2 separate regions of the Mus musculus genome follow, and region 2 is linked to region 1. The links are chromatin contacts, called in public promoter capture Hi-C maps. All regions are on one chromosome and are shown on one strand. The core of a region is the stretch at or near the end of the contact, and the rest is flanking DNA. Distances in the headings are between cores, read along the strand shown. Region 1 holds the start of Trim80 (tripartite motif-containing 80). Region 2 holds the start of Mxra7 (matrix-remodelling associated 7).

The links. Promoter capture Hi-C pulls out the DNA fragments that hold promoters and counts their contacts.
Region 2: a contact with region 1 is called in a promoter capture Hi-C map of pre-B cells, with 5 times the contacts expected there. The contact joins the promoter of Mxra7 here to the promoter of Trim80 in region 1. A contact is called at or near these places in 1 of 39 promoter capture datasets (pre-B cells) and 1 of 9 other capture datasets (liver).

The regions. Positions count from the first base shown.
Region 1 is chr11:115,438,661-115,441,849 of GRCm38.p6, forward strand. Trim80 (tripartite motif-containing 80) reads left to right here and starts at 1,885. Exons shown (of 8, transcript NM_001033775.3): 1 at 1,885-1,946; 2 at 2,047-2,090; 3 at 2,421-3,085. The coding sequence starts at 1,894.
Region 2 is chr11:116,826,366-116,829,922 of GRCm38.p6, forward strand. Mxra7 (matrix-remodelling associated 7) reads right to left here and starts at 1,681. Exons shown (of 4, transcript NM_026280.3): 1 at 1,364-1,681. The coding sequence starts at 1,633.

The DNA.
Region 1 (3,189 bases), core at 635-3,134:
TTAAGTAACCCACTGAGGAGAAAGCTCAGCTGACCAGGGCTTGCCCAGGGCACACAAGATCACAGTTTCAAACCTCAACATCAGGCTCTAGCGGAATCCTGATTTGATACACAATGACGAATGCAGTAGTTAAAACTTTGTATTTTTGTAATTAAACCATTATGTTTCCATAAGAGCAGAACAACGTCATATGTACAGTCTAAACACTGCAGCAGTTCCCAACATATACCAGTCTCCAGCCGGAGCAGAGGCAGGAGGCCTCGTTTGTGTTTATGTGGTGTGGCTCTGTGCAGCAGGCAAACTGCACATGGTATGTTCGGACAGCGGTGAGGTCGCTATTGCTGATGCTACACACCCTGGACACACTCCGCATTTGATTTTAGATTAATTTTTGACAGGTGGGAGTCCAGAAACTTTTCAATATCCAGAGGGTGAAAAGCTGGGTTTTAGTACCCTGGGTTTGATGCTCAGAACCTCAAAGAAAAGGAACTCCAGGGACTGGTGAGATGGCTCAGCAGGTAAGAGCACCTGACTGCTCTTCTGAAGTTCCTGAGTTCAAATCCCAGCAACCACATGGTGGCTCACAACCATCTGTAACGAGATCTGACTCCCTCTTCGGGTGTGTCTGAAGACAGCTACAGTGTACTTACATATAATAAATAAATAAATCTTAAAAAAGAAAAAGAGAAAAGGAACTCCATTACTCTCACACAAGCTTTCCACAAAGAGCTTGCAGCAGACACTGTAGTCAGTGGAAGATGCCTCCTCCGATCCCCACAACAAGATCAAGAGGAGGAGTCAGGCTAGTCTTTTGAAGCAGATTGACCTGACAGCCTGAAGCTTTTTAGAAGCTTTTTTCTGTGGGGTTCAGAAGGACAGGAAGTAAGCCACAAGCCACTAAATCAGAGCAATGGTGACTCACCAGCTTCCCAATCCCTGACTTCTCTTTCTAAGGGTTAGAAACAAAGTAACAGCAACAGATAGAATCTCCCAAAAGACTATGCTCTGGGCTACCCTGGGGATGTAACTCAGCGGTACAGCGTTTGCCTCCTGTGTGTAAGGCCCTGGCTTTGATCACCTGCATGGAGAAGGAGGAGGAGGAAGAGAAGGAAAGGGAAATACTGGAGAGATGGATTAAGAGCATTTGGTGTGCTGGGCCGTAGTGCCGCACGCCTCTAAGCTCAGCACTTGGGAGGCAGAGGCAGGCGGATTTCTGAGTTCGAGGCCAGCCCGGTCTACAGAGTGAGTTCCAGGACAGCCAGGGCTACACAGAGAAACCCTGTCTCGACCAAAAACAAAAACAAAAACAAAAACAAAACAAAACAAACAAACAAAAAAAAGCATTTGATGCTTTTGCAAAGGACCTAGGTTCCAGTCCAAACACTCACACAGGGACTCATAGCCATCTGTAACTCCAGCTCCAGGGGATCTGATGCCATCTTCTGGCCTCCTCAGGAACTGCATGCACGTGGTGCACATACTCTAATGGACAGACAAAACATGCATAGTAGAAATAAATAGATCTTTGAAGAAAAGGAGAGGAGGAGGAGGAAGAATACCAGAATGATGTATGATGCTTGGGTCATTAGTTAGCCCAGATCTTCCTGCTGCTCATTGGCCGTTTTCCCTCTCTGGTCAGAAATATGAACATCAATTGTAAGCGGCCCTAGGTGCTAGCAGCTTCTCAGCCGCGAGAGACATAGATGCTGGAGGTGAGAACCCATACATGGAGGAGTAGAGTGTGTTGGTACTGCATAGCACTGTAGTCTGCCCCATGGGACACCTGTGTCCTGATGACATCACAGGCAGGATGCAGGGACTGGCCGCACCTGAATTATGACATCAGCAAAACTTGCCTTATCCTCAAGGAAAGGGCATCTGGACAGAGAGACCATGAAACAGCGGCCACAGAGAAAGGAGAGAAGACGGCAATCATCGGTCCACAGGTAGGCACAAGAGGATGCGGGACGCCCTCAGAGCTGGTGAGGGAGGCTGCCGTAGGTCCTGGTACCTGAGTCTCTGTGGGTCTTTTCCTTCTTGGCACAGGGCAACAAAATATCTGGCTCTCATGGACATGCAGAAGATCTCAAGTGAGTTCAAGCTCCTGACCTTCCCTCCTAAGTGCCAAGGGAGTGGCCTCTCCCCCAGAGCATCTTGTCCTTCCTTCTGCCTTTCACCACCTCCCCCACAACTGGGGCTGAGACCAGGAAGTAAGATGCTCAGTGCCCACCCACATGGGGGTTGGCTGCCTATGCAGTCCTGGTTCCCTATGGTCAGACATCTGCTTCCAAAAGAAAGATGTAAAAAGGAGTATGCCTATGACATAAAGAACATGCCCCTGATGTGCAAGACCATGTCCCTGGGGTAAAGGGCCATGCCCTGGCCCCCTGCCATGCCCGGATTTTTCTCTGTCTTCTCAGGATCAGCCCAGGACAAACCCCCCTCACAGCTCTCTTCCCAGCCCTCCAGAACCCCGCTCCATCTCCTGATGGGCAGCAACAGCAGTCAGCACATGTTGGAAGACCAAGTCCTCTGTCCCATTTGCCTGGAGGTGTTCTGCAACCCAGTCACTACCGCCTGCGGCCATAACTTCTGTATGACTTGCCTTCAGAATTTCTGGGACCACCAGGCTGCCATTGGAGAGACTTACTATTGCCCCCAGTGCAGAGAGGCCTTCTCCAGCAGGCCCCGCCTCTGCAAGAACGTCATCCTCGGGGAGATGGTGGCTTGCTTCACCCAGGCCAAGAGCCAGACCTCAGGGTCCTTGTGGGGCCTGGCTGGCCCCACAGATGTGCCCTGTGACTTTTGCTCTCCGCAGAAGCTGAGGGCAGCCAAGTCATGCCTGCAGTGTGTGGCTTCCTTGTGTGAGAAACATCTGCGCAGCCACTTTGAGGACCAGCTGTTCCAGGACCACCAGCTGTTGGACCCAGTGTGGGACCTCACGAACCGCTTGTGCCGCAAGCATCGCAAGCTCCGGCAGCTGTATTGCCGCACGGAGGGCAGCTGCGTGTGCGGAGCCTGCCTATTGGAGGAGCACAAGAACCATGACACCACCCCCCTGGAGGATGAACGGGCCCGCAAAGAGGTGAGGTGGGCTGAGGAAAGGGCGTGCTCCAGGCTCTGAGAATCTGTCACATTTCGGGGGGTGGGGATGAACACAGCTGAAGCCAGGTTTTTCTGGCACCTAAT
Region 2 (3,557 bases), core at 431-2,930, 1.4 Mb after region 1:
CCAGAAAAGGACCCGTTGGAGGATGCGTGTGAAGAACACCTCGGAGAAAATCCAGTAGGAAACTGCTCTACTCCAGAGGATAAAGTCAGGACTGTGCCCTGCTTAAAGACACCTTGGACTTTGATCTTGAATCTGCTGCTGCGAAATAGGAAATAGGCGAACCATTTGAAACAGGGCTGATGGGGACAACCAGGGAGAGCCTGAGAGAAATCCCAAATCCACCTGGCCCTCACTCCAGGACTGTGAGCTCCCAGCAGCCTTCCATTCTCTCTGGGCTGAACACAATAGTTCTCCTATTCAGGGCTAGTTAGAAGCCACTCTAATGACACAATTAGTCACCCACTTGTCAAGCAAAGAGCCTGCTAGTAGGGAGTCTGGCAGACTCAGCAGAGAAAGGCCTGAGCCCAGTCTCATTGCCGCCTCTCCTGTCCCAAGAGCTTCACTCCAGGGTAAACCATTGTATCCAGCAAGGGAAGGAGGCGGCTGCAGAGAGCCAACAGCTTGCCCACGGCGGCTAGCCCACGGCTTGCCCACAGCTTCCACTATGCTAGCCCACGGCTTCCTAACCATCCTGCCACCCAAGAACAAAGTATTGAAATCTGACCAGAGACCAGAGCATGTGGCCTGGCCTGGCACTGTGACATCCCAGTATCCCGGGCAAGCACGGATCCAATCTGCAAAGATGCATCTCAGAGACTGAACGCGTGAGGGGTACCCTGAAGACTGGTCAGCTGATAGCTCCTAGGAGGTGGGCAAGGTAGTTTGGGGGTATCAACTGCGATGGTCAGGGCCTCCTCTTGCACCTTTTGTTTCATATAAGCTGGGCTCATCCCAACGCAGGGGGTGGGGGGGTGAGGAGGTGTCAACGCCTACAAGCAGTTTGAAAGCTACAATACCATGGTCCCAGTAAGTGCCTTCCTCAGTCCCGTCCTTCCAGCCTCACAAAACGCCCACACTGACTCTGGAATCTGGATTCGAGTTGACCTAAAAGACAGGCAACTTCTCTTCTTGCACATCCCACCCCAAAGTACTGTGTTGTCAAGAGAGAGCTCACTTTAATTCAGACCTTGAAGTAGGACACGTGTTTGTGGATTTAGGCAAGGGTGGGCAGAAGCCAGGCAAGAGGAGGGTGCTGCAGGGCAGAGTGTCAAGGGCCTTGAAAGGCCCGGGACGGCCAGGACGGGGAGGAAGGGAGGACAGCTCCAAAGCAAGGCACTTGGAGGCACTTTGGGGGAGGATGGAGCGTCCCAGCCCCAGGAACCCTCCTTTCCTGCCGGCCACTAGCTCGGCCCTTCCTGGGCAGGTCCAGCCAGCAGGCTCGTAGGCGCCCTCCCGGGGACCCCACGGCGATCTCGGAGCGTACCTGCCTCCCCTCGGCCGCTGGCTCCTCCGCCTCGGACTCCTCCGGCTCCGCCACGCGCTCGGACTGGCTCGGTCCCTCCGGTGCAGGCTCCGGGGCGCAAGACTCTGGAGGTTCAGGCGGCGCAGGAGCCCCGGGGGCCTCGTCCGAGGCGGTGCTCTCCGGGGCCGGGACCCGGGCCGCCCCACGCCGCAGCAGCAGCCAGGCGAGCAGCAGCGCCAGCGCCGTGACCAGCGCGGGTAGCGCGGCCAGCAGCTCGACCGGCGACTCCATCGCGCCGTGGCCGCCGAGTGGCCGCCAGCCCGGACCCCGAGGGAACCCGCCGCGCCCCGCCGCCAGGCCACGCCCAGGGGCGGAGTTTCGTCAAGCCCACGCCCCTCGCGCCCTGGAGTGATTCGGAGTTCGGACCTTGGGAGGCGCTGAAAAGCTCGCTCTGGGGCACCATCTCAGCTCAGGCTTCAGTGCATTTCTGCCCTACAGAAGTTCATTTAGAGATGGTAGTGCAAACAGAAGAGAGCATCAGATTTCGTTACGGATGGTTGTGAGCCACCATGTGGTTGCTGGGATTGGAACTCAGGACCTATGGAAGCGCTCTTAACCGCTGAGCCATCTCACCAGCCCTTCCAAAGAACTCTTAAGTTTCTACTAGGGACATGGTGGCTCTTGCCTTTGATAACAAATCCCAGAACTCCAGAGGCAGAGACGGATGGGTCTATGTGCGTTCAAATACAGCCTGCTTTACACAAGCAAGCCCCAGGCTGTCTAGACTGCCTATGAGACATGGCGGAAAGAGATGAGAGGTTGGCAGCATGGCCCGCAGTTGCAGCATTCACAAGTTTCCGTTAACCACCACTGAGAAGAGACACATCCCCTCCAGCCCAGAGGCTGTGGGGATAGGATTGGGCTCTTCCTGCTGCTGGCTGGAGCTCACAGCTGTGAAGATGGTGTTAAGAAGGCTGGTTTTGTTTTTCTGTATCTTTCCCACTGCTCTCTCTATTGGTTAAAGTGTAAAACACACTGTAGCAACTGTCTACCTCCCTAGCACACCCCATCCGCCTTTTAGTTACTTTGAATAAATACAGGGCAAAGTTTGTCAGAAACAAAGAACAACAGAAAGCAACTGGGCTTAACAGGTGCCTGTAACCCCAGCATTCAGGAGGTGGAGGTAGAATTCATTCAAAGCCTGTCAGGGTTACATAGTGAGTCCCGTTTCAGCCTGAGCTACATGAGACCCTGTCTCAAAAGAACAGAAAGGGGTTGGGCTTCCCAGCTATTTAGAAAGCCCAGTAGACCAACCTGAGCAGTCTCAGCTCACACAACAAAACGGGGCTCCAGCTTTGGCTAGATGCTAGACCAGAGTTGTTTTGTTCTTGACATGTGGCAGAGGGGAAGGAATCCTAAGCCTACCAACATACTTACACATACAATGGTAAGTGCTCTACCACGGTAGGAGCCACATCCTACCAGGGAGAGTGACTATCTTACTGGGAAGAAACAGCACCATCTCACTTGTGAGCTCCAGCCATGACAGGAGGATCCCCTGTCAGCAGCGGGAAGGGCCCAATCCTATAACCACAGCCTCTGGGCTTAAGGGGGGATGTGTCTCCTCTTAGTGGTAGTTGATGAGAAAAACTCAACTATACAAAAAAGGCTTTGTCTCTAGGCTCCTGGCTTCTGACCCCTACAGGCCATGCAACGTATATGAGCCTTATTTTAGTCTAAGACCCTGAGCCCTTCCAGTGCTGGGATTACAGATGTGAGCTACCACACTCTCCTGCTCCCAGGTTCTGTTTCTTAGTTTTATTTACTTTTGAGTGTTTTGCTTTCATTTATGTCTGTGCAACACATGCAATCCTGGTGCCTAAAGAGAACACTGCATTCCCTAGAACTGGAGTTGAGGTACGTACGGTTCTGTGTTCTGTTCCATCTTGCGGCTGGAGTGTGTGAACTCCGCTCGAGCACTAGTCTACATTTCATCCATCCTTACTGACATCAGAGTGCAGGGCTGGTGGGACACAGTCCAAGATGGGGGCCCCAGCCGGGTGAGTAGTGATGCAGGCTGAGGCCAAGGAGTCAGGGGTTTTCAAACTCCCCAGAATCCAGTCACCTCTGGGAACTAGGGGACCACATGGCTGGTGATGAGCCTTGGGCCAGGGGGTTCTCTGTAGCCTCCCCTCCCCCAGCCTTAGGGTTCCCC